2 separate regions of the Zea mays genome follow, and region 2 is linked to region 1. Evidence: chromatin contacts called from public Hi-C data. All regions are on one chromosome and are shown on one strand. Each heading gives the region's core, a stretch centred on a gene start, on an enhancer-like site or on the middle of the called end of the contact. The rest is flanking DNA. Distances are from core to core; before and after follow the strand shown. Region 1 holds the start of LOC100192621. Region 2 holds the start of LOC100272582 (cytochrome P450 97B2, chloroplastic).

Evidence for each region. A called contact is a pair of places that touch in the nucleus more often than the background predicts.
Region 2: a contact with region 1 is called in a Hi-C map of tassel, with 2.3 times the contacts expected there. The contact joins the promoter of LOC100272582 here to the promoter of LOC100192621 in region 1. A contact is called at or near these places in 2 of 25 Hi-C or Micro-C datasets (ear and tassel).

Annotation. Positions count from the first base shown.
Region 1 is chr4:243,983,335-243,990,310 of Zm-B73-REFERENCE-NAM-5.0, forward strand. It overlaps LOC100192621, which reads left to right and starts at 2,569. Exons shown (of 2, transcript NM_001137836.1): 1 at 2,569-3,797; 2 at 6,338-6,646. The coding sequence starts at 2,616. The coding sequence ends at 6,499. LOC109946110 (B-box zinc finger protein 32-like) reads left to right here and starts at 203. Exons shown (of 1, transcript NM_001320520.2): 1 at 203-952. The coding sequence starts at 317. The coding sequence ends at 886.
Region 2 is chr4:244,317,763-244,324,738 of Zm-B73-REFERENCE-NAM-5.0, forward strand. LOC100272582 (cytochrome P450 97B2, chloroplastic) reads right to left here and starts at 3,227. Exons shown (of 14, transcript XM_008681697.4): 1 at 2,819-3,227; 2 at 2,352-2,550; 3 at 2,096-2,203; 4 at 1,773-1,857; 5 at 1,068-1,303; 6 at 711-884; 7 at 579-626; 8 at 392-451; 9 at 203-289; 10 at 37-125. The coding sequence starts at 2,931.

The DNA of each region.
Region 1 (6,976 bases), core at 1,319-3,818:
AGCCATCGGCCACTACCAGCCGGTGGGCTGGGCTGGGCGGGGCGGGGCCCCTTTAAATGCCGACCACACGCGCAGCCCCCCGAGAGCCTCCAAACCCCCGGCCCCCGCTGCTTGCTTCCCGGCCGAAGCTTCCGCCCGCGCGCGGAGACTCGTATATAAAGGCGGCGGCGTGTCGTCCGGTGCTCCTGTGAGACCTGGTCACCTGGAGGGTGCAAGGGAGGGAGGCGGTCGAATCCGTCATCCGCTGAGCACAGTGGCGGACCCAGCTGCTACGCTCCCGAGTCCGAGGGGAAGGCAGAGGAGACAAGCAGGCAGGATGGGTGCCGCTGGTGACGCCGCGGCAGCGGGCACGCGGACGCGGTGCGAGCTCTGCGGGAGCGCGGCGGCCGTGCACTGCGCCGCGGACTCGGCGTTCCTCTGCCCGCGCTGCGACGCCAAGGTGCACGGCGCCAACTTCCTGGCGTCCAGGCACGTGAGGCGCCGCCTGCCGCGCGGGGGCGCCGAGTCCGGGGCGTCCTCGTCCAGCGGCTCCTGCCTGTCCACGGCCGACTCCGCGCAGTCGAGGGCGGCGCCGCCGCCGCCAGGGAGAGGGAGGAGGGCGGAGGACGTGCTGGAGGGGGGGTGGGCCAGGAGGAAGAGGGTCGCGGCGGGGCCCGCGTGCCGTCGTCGCGTCCCGCTCCGCGTCGCGATGGCCGCCGCGCGCTGGTCGGAGGTCCGCGCCGGCGGTGGAGCGGAGGCTGCGGTGCTCGCAGTTGCGGCGTGGTGGATGACGCGCGCGGCGAGAGCGAGACCCCCGGCGGCGGGCGCTCCGGACCTGGAGGAGGGATGGGCCGAGTGCTCTCCTGAATTCGTGGTCCGGCAGGGCCCACATCCGTCTGCAATGTAGCAACAGCATGTGGGCGACGTTAGTTTGTCCTTTTCCTCCCTAATTATTTTAGTAATTAACGAGATCGATCGTGTGGTGTCGTTGGCTTGGCTTCCTCTCGTCGTCCGATTAACAAAAGCCGGTTCCATTGGCTGGATATCTTCTCTGCTGATCTGATTGTGTGTGCCAAATGCGTACTGTACGCATCAGCGTTGTTGATCGGGGACTAGACCCACCCACATGATGAGGACGGCATAAAAGGGCCGCAGCCGTCTGTCATCCTCATCCAGGAGTTCTTCTCCTCCTGGCCGCTCGTTAACCTTCGAATTTGATACCTATTTTTAATAGGACACGGTTCAACCGGTGGTATGGTACACGGCCTCGTGGAATCGTGCGAAACCAAACGTTCGTGCGTGCGTGCGCGAGCCATCATACGCTCGGACGCGTCGCGCACCGGTGGTAGATGGACACCCCCAGCCCGCAGATCACCCGCGGCTGCCGGCCCGGGATCCACACGATCCGATACGGCGAAGGGCGAACGCGTCGACGACTCGCCATCGCGCGTGCGTCGCGGCACCAGGCCAGACCGACCGAGTGCCGTGCGTGAGCGGCCAGCGTAGTAGCGCGGCGGGACTCGTTTCGGTGGCTAGATCGCTGTCTCTGTCTAGTCCGGACGCGCGGCGCGGGGAGATCCCCTCCCCGCCGGACACTCCTCCAACCTCCAGACATGCCAATTGCCAAGGACGCCGCCCCTACAGAGCTGCAGCCCCCAGATCATCTAAGTTCGTTTATTTGGCCCGTTTTGCGTGCATCATCAGCCCACGTAGCATATCCGGCCTAATTTCTCTCTCTCTCTCTATATATATTTTCCCTAAAGTTTCTTGCAGGAAGAAATTTTAATTAAAACTGTAAATATATACTCGTGTCATCAATTAGGTCGGCCGCCAATTAGAATTGCGGTAAAAAGTACTCCCTCCTCCGCCAAAAAAAAAGTGTTACTACCGTAACTGTGGTCAAAAAATTTTATAGACAATATCAGTAATATTCAAATAGGGCGTAAACCCCGTTTATATCTCTGTTGTGAAGCGAAATGGTAGTTTTGCTCAAGGTGTTTAAGCTCTGTAATTTCAGCCCTGCGATTTAAAACGAACATGTAGCAATAGGTTCTAATAAATGTCTGTACATCGAGATATCCATATTATGAACATTGTGTGACATGCTAGCAATGTTAACGTCTCAAGCAACGAACATGTAGCTAGTTTCGCTAACATATATAAATGAAAGACAAGATATTTGGACAAAGCCATGTTGGTCTACTAGCTACCAGGTCATGAAAACAAGTCAGCATCCTACTAGTTCATCTTTCCCAGCACATGAAGACAAGGCAAATTTTTTTGGATAAGAATGAGAGAGTGTTGGAGCAACAAAAATCATTATTTTTTAATAATATCTGTTTTGGTGTTAGTTGCTCTAAGCACTTGGCGTCGGTTCAAATTCAATCGGGTAGGGAGTTTTGTATTTTTTAAATTTGATAAATATTTATGAAAAATAAAATATTTATGCAGCTCGCGAGATACACGAGTCGTCTGCATCGGCCCACCCAGCCGCGGCCGGCGGCCCACGCCACGACTCGGCCTCGTACGGTCGGGCCCACGACCCCGACCCGAGCTGCTCTGGCGCCGTGACGCCGTCTTCCTGTTCCCCGTTACTTTTCCTCCCCCGGCGACCGAAGCCGCCGCCCAGCCACGCCATGGACTCTCTCCTCGCCAGCTACGCCTCTTCCGACGACGACGCTGATGAGGCCCCACCTGCTCCTCCTCCTGCTCATTCCCCCGCCATCGCCACTTCCTCCGGTGGCGGCGCAGGCGGGTTTTTCTCCTCGCTCCCGCAACCCAAGTCCGCCCCCGCACCGCTCTTCTCCTCCCTCCCGGCGCCCAAATCCACCCCCACGCCGCTCTTCTCCTCTCTCTCGGCGCCCAAATCCTCCCCCGCCCCTAACCCCACCTTCTCCTCTATCCCGCCGCCCAAGTCTTCCGGAGGAAACCCTAAGCGCGTCGTCCAGTATCGCCCGCAGCCGATCCGGCAGCCCACAGGCGACAGCTCCGACGACGAGGAGGACGATCCCAAGAAGCGCCGCGCGAGCAACAACGAGGCGCGCTTGCCGCCCGTGTCTGCTGGCTCGGGTCCCGTGTCCTCGTTCCTCCCGCCTCCGAAGCACTCGCTCGGGCTCGGCGCCGGCTCTGGCGCGGGAGCGAGGAGGTCGGCAATCGATACGGCTGCGCCAGAGAAGCTAAATCTCGGCACCGCTCTGCCTTCAAGCTCGGTTGCCAACACAGGAGCCCCGGAAAGGCCTGACACCGGCGCAACCGACGACGACGATTCGGAAGATAGTGGCAGTGATGGTGACATGCCTGCGCCGGAGCTGGAGGAGGAGCATGAAAACCAGCAGGCTTTTAATGCTGCAACCGGGGAGCAGCAGCAAAGCTATGATGCTGGAGCTGGGAGCACTAGTGGATATGAAACATATGCGTGGGATCCAAACCACTATGCGCAACACGGTGCTTATGGTTGGGATCCTAGTGCCAGTGCGAATTATGAGGATGGAACACAGTATGCCGCATATGAAAGAGGGCAAAGTGCAGGGTATGTTCATGCGCATGGAGGGGAGCATGCCAGTGGATATGACCATGTTGCGGCAGTGCCATATGGAGTAGATTATACTGCTGGAGGTTATGGTCATGAGGTAGCAGCGACATTGCCACCGGTGCATGAACCGATATTGCCACCAGAGATGGGTAGGAGTGGAGGGAAGAGAGGTAGAAATGATACGCCGGTCCAGATTTTAGAAGTAAATCAAGCAGAGCTGATGAAGAACAGACCAAAGCAGGATAAGTCTAAGCTCACGGGGTTGGCCTTCGGTCCTAGTTATCAGGTACAGATTCATCACTGTTTGCTAACTTTGTTTCTACTTTTGTCAAGCATTGCTTTATTAGCTTATTATATGCTTGTGTTTCAGTAGCTTAGTACCAAATCCAGTAGGTAGAACTGGGATGACAAAGCTAGATTATTTGTTCTGTGCTCATATTGCTCAAACAACTGAAACTAAAGTTGCTCCTGTTAGTCGCGAGCCAGCATCAGATACTGTCGCTCAGTGCTTATTGGCACAATCACAGAATGGTAGTGCAGAAACAATAATGTGTTATGGGTATGCTGTTAGTTCCCAAGCAATGATTCTTGAGAAATATGCCACGGTGTTTTCATTTTCATCGCAACTTCCATTCATCACGAATCAAGTAAAATAATTTACTACCAAAAAACTATATTAGGCTGTAAAGTCATGTTTTCAATGGTCTGGTTGCCACTTCTTAAGTGGAATAGCCATAAACAAGTTCTTTAGTAGAATAAATGGCTACTTTTGTACTTTAATAAAGTGAAAATCATGGTTATTAAGGCGTCTGTTAAGCGTTGCCAAGGTGCGTAAGGCATCCGCTTCGGGGGTGGGGCGGCTACGGCGGCAGTGTGCAGCCTCCTTCACTGTCGGCGCGAGGGCGTGTTCCCTCTTAGCTCAGGCAGCGCGCGGGCGTGCTCCCTCTGCCCTCTCTGTCTCAGCACAGGCGGCACCAGTCAGAGGAGAAAGGACGCAGTGGAGGGAGAGCTGCGGGGGAGGGGAAGAAAGAGGTGCTGCTGGCGCGGGGTTGGAAACGAAGAGATGCTGGCGGCAGGGGGAGAAGAAAGGCATGCTGTCGGCTGCAAGGAGACTTGATATTTAACCTAAAACTGCTATTGGGCTAGGTTGGTTGGGCCATTGGGCTAACTGGTTGTGTATTTTTTTCTTTCTTTTTTCTATTTTTCTCTTCTACTAGGCTGAAATGGGCCCTACTAGGTTTGTGCTAGCTTGCCTATTAATTTTGAATTAGTGTTATATAAGTAATATTTGGTCTAATATTACTTATAATTAAGGCGTCGCCTCGCCTTACGCTTTACCACCTAAAAGGTAAAAAGGGGGTCGGTCGCCTTATATTGCCTTACCGCCTTAATAACTATGGTGAAAATTCATTCTATTTGCACTTATTTAATGAAATGTTTGTCATGAATATTTATGCTTGTCATTGCTTATGGTCATACAGAATTATAGGCAAATGGTGTTTCTATTTGTCATTTTTTTGAGGTGGGTGGGGTGGGGGAGTGATTTCTCAGCTTTATGTCATAACTCATAATGAAAAAGAAAGTAGCAATGCTTTGATGCTGCACCACTTGAACGGGTTTGCACAGGTTTCTGAGCAAGGATTAAGTAGCTGGTATCCACCCTTGCTGTAGACTACGATACCACAACTCTCAAGGGGTGTAGATCAAGGGGTGTAGCGTTGATATATCTTGTAGGATGTCTGCATGTAATGAAGTATATGTTTCTCCAGATCTACCAGGTTTAGATTTCCCCTCCTATGGGATTTGGGTACATGTATAATTGATGATGCATCAAGCCAAACTAGGTTTAGGTCATACAATATACTCCCTCCGTCCAAGTATATAAGGCACAATCACTTTTTCTTCTAGTCCAATAATATAAGACATGCTCTCTCTAGACATGCGTACGTCGATGCAGTTAGTATAGAGACAATTAAATACATGTCTTGGTCATTGAACCAGAGGTATTTACGCCTTATATGCTGGGACAGGGAGGGAGTAATGTTGAAACAAGAACATGCTAAGAGTTGATTTTGACTTCCTTTTTAATTGGCCAAGAACAACAACAAAGCCTTTTAGTCTGGCTTCCTTTTAATTGGCCAACGACAACAACAAAGCCTTTGTGTCCCAAGCAAGTTAGGGTAGGCTGGTGTTTAAACCCAACAGAACTCATAAGTCAAAGTTCATGCACATGGATAGCTGTTTTTATGCAATATTATTCAAGGCTAAATCTTTGAGTATATTTCATTCTTTTAAGTCACCTTTTACTATATCTTTCCATGTTAACTTCGGTCTTCTCCTACCTCTCTTTCCACTGCTATTGCGCCTTAAAATACCACAACGCAGTGTTGCCTCTGGAGGTCTTTGTTGGACATGTCCAAACCATCTCATCTGGCATTGGACAAGCTTTTCTTTTAATTGGTCAATGGTCAGAAAGAATTGGCTTGGTTGCCTGAACAATATAAATTAATTTCATGAACTGATGTACTCTAGTTTAGAAGGTACGCATGTATCAACCATGGTCCCACAGTTTCAGTAGTAAATATATGCATGTACTCCCAGGTCCTGTAGGATCCCATATAATTTCCAATGGGAACCATTTTATGCAGATCCAGCATTCCCGTCCCTGGTAGAGCAATAGGCTTGTTTTGCTGAACGACTATAGGACAGCTGAAAATACTGTCTATCATTGTCCATTAAATGCATTATTTTGCATGAAGAAAATGTACTATGTAAATACATCATTGTTGTTATGGTCCTTACCAAAGATTTCTGCCTTGTGAACAGCCTGCACCTTCAGCAAAAGGAAAGCCATCCAAGTTGCATAAAAGGAAACATCAGATTGGTTCTCTGTACTTTGACATGAAGTCAAAGGAGATGGAGCTTGCGGAGAGGCGTTCTAAGGGCATTCTTACGAAAGCAGAAACTCAAGCAAAATATGGCTGGTGAGGAGGGATGTAAAAGAACTCAAGATACCTGTGTGGGAGGCTGGGAGCTGTAGAATTGAGATGCGTGAATTTTTGTTGCACATTTTGTTGTAAGAGTTACGGACTTTGTAAGTTCAATCCTGAACAAATAGAGAACAAATAGTTCAATAACGAGTCAATATTTTTAAACTTGTGTTACCCATTAAGAATCACGCTCACATTCAATTGATGTGATCTCTGCCAAGTGTATGTGAGTAGAGAGGTCTAAAATCAAGCACAACACTTTAGGGAATATTCTCTCCGCCCTAAAATAGTATTTGTTTTAGGGTGTTAATAGATTCAATAGTATTTGTTTTAGGGTGTTAATAGATTCAGTAGTATTTGTTTCAAGGGAAACCAATGTAAGCTTGCCTTGCCTCCGTAGTCACATCTGCCTCTCTTTCTCCCTCGCTCTGCTGGAGCACCGCCACCGGACACAGGCTAAAATTAGCGAGAGAGG
Region 2 (6,976 bases), core at 1,977-4,476, 340 kb after region 1:
CTAGATGAATAAAAAATAATGGTACAGGTGACATACTCCAGTTTCTTAAGAGATTCGACAGTAATTGCCCCATTGCTGAGAACAGAATCAACCTCTGCCTGGGCTTTTCTCATCCTGGTAGGGCTCTGCATGACAGCACAGTATGACCACATGATATTCAAGCAAAAGTTTAATTACTAATTCTGTGATAACATCTGGGTACCTGGGCTAGCAAAAAAACAGACCATGTCAGAACAGCAGCAGTTGTTTCATGTCCAGCAATAAGCATTGTCATAAGATCATCTCGAAGCTGTCACAACACAAACCATGAAATGTATCAAGTTAATTTGCTGCAAATAGCAAGAAATAGAAAGCATAACATAAAATTCTATGCCCGATTTCCACAATTTACCTGGCGATCATCAGCGTCAGCTCCCCTCATGTCAACAAGGAACCTCAGCAAGCTGGCATCCTAAAAGCATGATGGCACAGATATGAGATACTATTCACCAAAATCCCTAGATGTTCAGAAAAGATAAACTGGTGAGTACTACTGACACTGAAATGAGACAGCAAAGGAAGAATGAACAGCAGCCAACCTTCAGAGAAGAGTAGTCCCTTTGCTGGAGCTTTTCCACATCAGCTTCCTATATAAAAAGTCTACAACATCAGAACTACAGCAAGCTCCTTAAAGTGTCCCCAAGTTAGAGTTGTGTTTCAGTTGCACAAACCTGTCTCGTCTCCTTTGCATTTTTTATAAGGTTATCAAGGCAATTGTTGATCACTTTGAGGTCACTATGGAACTTGCGCTGCCTTGGAACTATCCATTTTGTCAAAGGAAGATTCCAATAGGGGATGTAGAAGGTGGAACGGTGCTCAGCTTCGAAAAGTGTTCCATACACTGCCTGCACAATGGAAACAGAAGCTCCTAAAAGCAGAGAAGAGGAAAGTAGCAGCAATCCAATACTGTCCAAGATAGTCATAAATTATGAATATTCTTCTCTACTTTCAGTCACTTTCTCTATACGAGCACACATTATACATCCTATGCACAAATAAACATAAGATAGAACTACAGATATACCAACCTTTATTACAGGAGATTCCTTAGTAACCGAGTCAAAATCAAAATTGAACACACCCAATCCAATGATATCAAGTGCCAAATTGGAGAACTCAGCTTCAAGGTCCACAATAGTCGAATTTTGTTCACGGCCTTCACTTTCAGTAAGCTCCTCAAGCTTTGATATTGTTCTCTCTGAACATCTCGTAAATGTCCTCACCATAGCTTCTATGAATAAGGCATGGAACCCAGGTGTTATAACTGCAGAACACAAGGATAGGATAAGGTGTGCCATTAGTAAAATATTATGTGAAATGCATAAATGAAGTTCAAATTATCTCCAAAACAATTGGACCATGTTGATTGATTGCTTCATCAAACAGTAGTAACTGTTAAATATCGCATTTAAAGACAGAAAAATGGCATATGTTTCATCCCTCAAGGCAAAAAGCATGCTAATAAATTCAGAATTGAAAGAATCCCTAGGATGATTTTGCATGCCTAGAGATGTCTTTTCCAGAACACACAGTTGAGCTAGAAAAACTTTCAAGATAGAAAAAACAAAAGTAGAAAGAACTGGAATTGAAGCTCAGGCCAATGATGAGCCTGCTAATTTTGACTAACAGTATGGGCTATGCACATAGATTAACACAGAGCAATCTGCAGTATTGTGGTCAGTCCAAACTAAAAAAAACACAGAAAATATGATTGGATATCCAACCTTTCTAACCTTTTCTCCTTTGCTTCCAGGTATCAAGGTCAGCGGGTATAAGACCCTTCCCCATTATGGGTTTTAAAATTTCAGCGAGAACTCCCTGATTTCAAGTAAAAAAAATACCATGTAAGAAAGAAACCCGCCAAACTACACCAATTATTATTTATCAGGGAAGTCAACTCTCCACTGACGTAATAATATATGCAAAATGTGGCCATCATGTGTGTAAGGTGGTCATGGTCCAATTCCTTGTATATTCCATAGTTTTTTCAACGAACAATCCTTTTCCTCTAACGAGTTTTCAACAATCCATATCCGACACATGCGAGACAGCATACCTTATCATAATAGAAAGCGTTCTCCCGGAGGATGTGTCTAGCAACGATAGGGTCAGAGACAACAACGAACGATTTGGGTCCAAAAGCAAGCTTGTAGACAGAGCCATGCTGTGAATTAAGACATCATAACACGTCAGTGTTGCAGGGGCTGTGTCTAATCGAATTTTACTACATAGCCATAAGTGGAGAACAAAGGATATCGAACCTATGATAACATGTCAGTGTTGCAGGGTTCAGAAAGGGGACGCGCATTCACCTCGAGGAACCAGTCGTAAAGCGAGAAGAAGAGGGGCTTGCCGAAGAGGTCGGTGACCGCGCCCTCAGCGACGGGCATGGCCCCGAGGTTGCCACCGCTGAGGAAGTTGGTCAGCAGGTTGCTGGCGTTGTCGAGCAGGTTCCGCTGCTTCGGCTTGGGCGGCCGCTCCTGCTGCTTGTCGACGCTGGTCGACTGGCACCTGCACCAACGCGGGAATTGGCACGGGCCAGTCGATCAGCCACTCGGTCTAGCGGTGATTATTCTACCAGACACCAACAGTAACTCGTGTGAATTCAGCAGGCGGCACCCCCCAACTGCAGGCTGGAGCCGACAGCCCGTTGTTCCCGGGACCTTGATGGCATAGTGCAGCCGTGCAGGCAACAGATCGAGCACCTGGCGGTCGGCCACGCGTGGACCGCTGCCGGGAACGAGCCGGGAGGTGGGTGAGGGCGCGCACGCGCGCGTACCTGAAGCTGAAGGTGAGGCGACGCCTCCCGTGGGACGCGGACGGCGCTGAAGCCGCGGCGCCGAGACGCGGCGAGGCGGCGGCTGGGCCCTGGAGCAGCGTGGCCGCGGCCATGGCGCAGGAGCCCGGCAGCACAGCTGCACAGCACAGAGCCAGAGCAATGGGGTGGAGCGTGGTCACTGGCCACTGGACCTGAACGGACAGAGATGATAAGGTGGCCGCGCTGAAATTGATTGAATTGAATTAGGCGTGATCGGGAATATCATCGGGCCACGGAGAGTGGTGCGGTCGGCAGTCGGCACTCGGCTGGCCGGTTGCGCGCCGACCACGGAACGTGGTCTGGTCTGGACGGCGCGGTGCGCTGGTCTGGTCCGGCCACCGGCGCCGGCGCGAAACGATACGTGGAGCGCACGAGCCGAAGCGGTGCCATAGTTGGCCAAAAGGCACGTGGTCCGGCAGCCCGGCTTATGGGATCATATTTTGGTCTGATCTGGGCACGGTTAGCACGAAGGCCGTCGAGTCCGTGCAGGCCGAGCCCAACCAGTGGGCTGTGTTTAGGCCCGCTCTAACTGCCAGCACGCCCGTCGGCCTGATATCTTAGCCCACTAGCACCACTTTCTGTAGCCCAACATATATAAGACTCCAGGCCTCACCATTACTGTAACGCTATTCGGGACATTCCCAGCATTGCCAGCAATACTCCAGTAGGCGGCACGGAGACTTTTTCGTTTTTATATTTAAAATTTTATAAAATTTAAAAAGTATATCGTGATTTAAAAAAATTCAAATCTGGGTGCCGGCACGCGGCGGCAGGTACCTGTTATTTTTATATATTTTTAACACAAAGTTTTGTTTTTTTATATCTCTTAACATAGAATAAATTAGAACTAAAAATCAGATATTTTGGTAGAGTACATAATAAAGTACAACTATGATTTTTCATTTGGTTGTTTGATTGCAGGAGAAACTTGATTGCATTATCACCGTTCTAAAATAAAGGTTACTTTTTTCTTAAAAAAATATTTTACTATCTACCTTGACATAGCTTATATTAGTATATAATAAAATTTATGTATTTAAAACATTAAAATAACTTATAATTTAAAATGATTGAAGTATTTTATTTTATTTTATTTTTATATAGGAACGAGGCTGTGACGCATTCTTACCATCTCAATATGACCTCTTTGATGCGTTTTCGTCTTGCTCATGAAACAGTCTTCACATTTTAAAATTCTTGTTAAATCTAAGGCGTTTGAAATTTTGAATGCAAACCGGAGTTACAAAACAAAGGAAGAAAAAGGGCGTTCTTAAAAGTGTAATTCTGTCTGTGGCCTACGCCATAGCCTATGGCCTACCTACTTAGCAGGGGTGGATCCGAAAATAGGATCACTTTTCGGACCCAATTATTTTTTATAATCTACTAAGGTTTGTATATATCTTAGGGGGTGTTTGGTTACAGCGACATAAAGATTAGTCTCTAGTTTTTAGTCTCATTTAATCTTTTTTTTGCCAAACACTACGACTAAAATATGGACTAAAATGATTTAGTCTTTAGTCCTTCACATATGTGCTAAAAGGGACTAAATCATATTAATTCCACATTTACTCCTCATTTAGTTCAATTGTACTAATAGCAGGAGAATGTTAAAGGTCACTTTAATCTTCTTATGAGTCATTTAGTATATTCTTACTATTTTTAGCCCCTAGAAATAAACATATTAGGGACTAAACTTTAGTCTCCTAACTAAACTTTAGTCCCTAGACTAAAGAAACCAAACATGACCTTAGTCTAAAAATAATAAGAATATATGTAAAGATATATGGATCATGCCTTGAGTCCTAGATAGGATGGACCGAAGCTTGTATCCGCCACCGCTCAGGGCTGTCTCTGAAATTGTGGCTTTGGTGCAACACATATTAATGTGTCCTATGATTTCCTATATAGTGTATATGTTGTATTTCTCACTGTAGGAATTAAGTTAATTCCCGTCGGCTAAAAACCGACGGGAATAACCTATAAACCGACGAGAATAACTAATTCCCGTCGGTAACTGGCTAACTCCCGTCGACCTCAAGCCGATGGCTGCCAGGTGTCGGGGATAAACTTATTCCCGTCGACAGCTAACGGGAATAAGTAATCCTCGTCGGCTAGTACTTGGCGGACGGGGATAAGCCTTAACTCCCGTCGGCTACGTGGGCCGACGGGGATAAGCCTTAACTCACGTCGGCTAGGGCTAATCCCTATCGGCTTTTGTCAGGACCGACGGGAGTTAACTTATTCCCGGCGGCCTGTGTCTGGGCCGACGGAAGTTAAATTAAGGCCCGTCGACTGGAAGGTAGCCGACGTGAGTTAAGCCGACCGACGGGAATCTTCAGGATTCATGTAGTGTCTGCTTAGGAATCCTTCAAATCCTGCTACATCCGGTGGTCGGTCAGGAGCACATGAATTCTCTCCTGACACGCGACCACACCTGATGCCTACACAGCTGCTCAGCTTGTCCATCTTTTACGATGGCGACGAACGCGAGAGAGATTAGCTAGAGCTATCGCCGACGGTGGGCATTGTCCTACGCTGATACGCGCGAAATCGCTAAATCAGAGTCGCGTCGCGTCCTACAACGCTAACTTTCTTCCGAGATTTGACCGGGTCATCTGTTATGAAGACGATCATATCCTTTTACACACCATGATTTTGGGGCCCTAGAAAATTTGGGGCCCTATGTCGTTGATCCACCTGCACTACGCAAGGGACGGGCCTGGTGACATTCGCCGGTGGTCGGTCAAGAGCACATGAATTCTCTCGTGACATGTGACCTCGCCTGATGCCTACGCAGCTGCGCATCCATCTTTTGCGGTGGCGACGAACGCGAGAGGGATTAGCTAGAGCTATCGCCGACGGCGGACACATCCTATGCTAATACGCGCGAAGTCGCTAAATCATAGTCACATCGCGTTCTACAACGCTAACTTTCTTCTGAGTTTTGGCGGGGTCAACTGCTATAAAGACGATCATATCTTTATGCACACCAGAGTTTTGGGGGCCTAGAAAATTTGGGGCCCTATGTCGTCGATCTACTTGTACTGTGCAAGGGACAAGCCTGTTTGAGCAACTCCAACCATAAGCCTTATAATTGGGGCATATATTTTGATTTAGGTACCAATTAATTTATTTAGGGTCCAAACTGTATGTTAGTTTCCAACCATTGAGCCTTAAACTTTGCATCAAAGAAGTTAAGCACGAGTCCTCGCGCAGCACCAAGTGAAAAAGAGACAACGACTTGGTCCCAAGTTGACGAGTAATTGTATCTATTCTTTCAATGAGCTATAGATAACACCGTATCGAGTTCAACACATATACCGACGGATTGGATGGGCAGACAAGCAGCGCCAGACTCTAGTAAGCGTGGCCCGCCAGAAACTGAACGCCGGAGCGTATGCGCGCATGCAGCAAAGAGATATATTTTTTTACCTATGTTGCATTTGCGGATGCAGCCTCAGCCTGGCTCTATGCAGTTAATCAAACAACAGCTGCTTCTTGGTCAATGCACGCGCTCAGTCTGAACGGATGTGCGCAACATACCAATCACAATGATAGAGATGACAATGAGTACCCGAAACCCAAAAAACCGACAGTAAAGACGGGTATAAGATGATTTCTCTACCCGATGGTATGTTAGTGGGCAAGAATCTCTACCCGTTGGATAGACGGGTACTGACATGGGTTGGTACTACCTATACCCGTGTACATGTGGGTAAAATATACCCGCATAATTACCACTATTATCAATAATAAACACATATAAGCTAAAAGAAAATCCTTCTCCGACTATTATTTATTTAAATACCAAGTAATGTAATCATATGCTTTGTTATATTTTAAGTTGAACTTTTGTTGTGTGTGTTTATTTGACATTTTAATTTATTGAAATATTAGAATTTAAGACCTTTATAGTGGGTACGGGTTATCCGGCGGGATAAAATTATCGGTGCTGGTACGAGCATGTGTAAGATTTTATACCCGCTCGCGGATATAAGTCACCCGACGAGACGAGTATACTTTTTTATTGATGGGTACAAATATGGAATGATACTATCTGACGGGGTATATACCCGTTACCATCCCTAAACACATATAATAGGCTATTGAACAAACTGA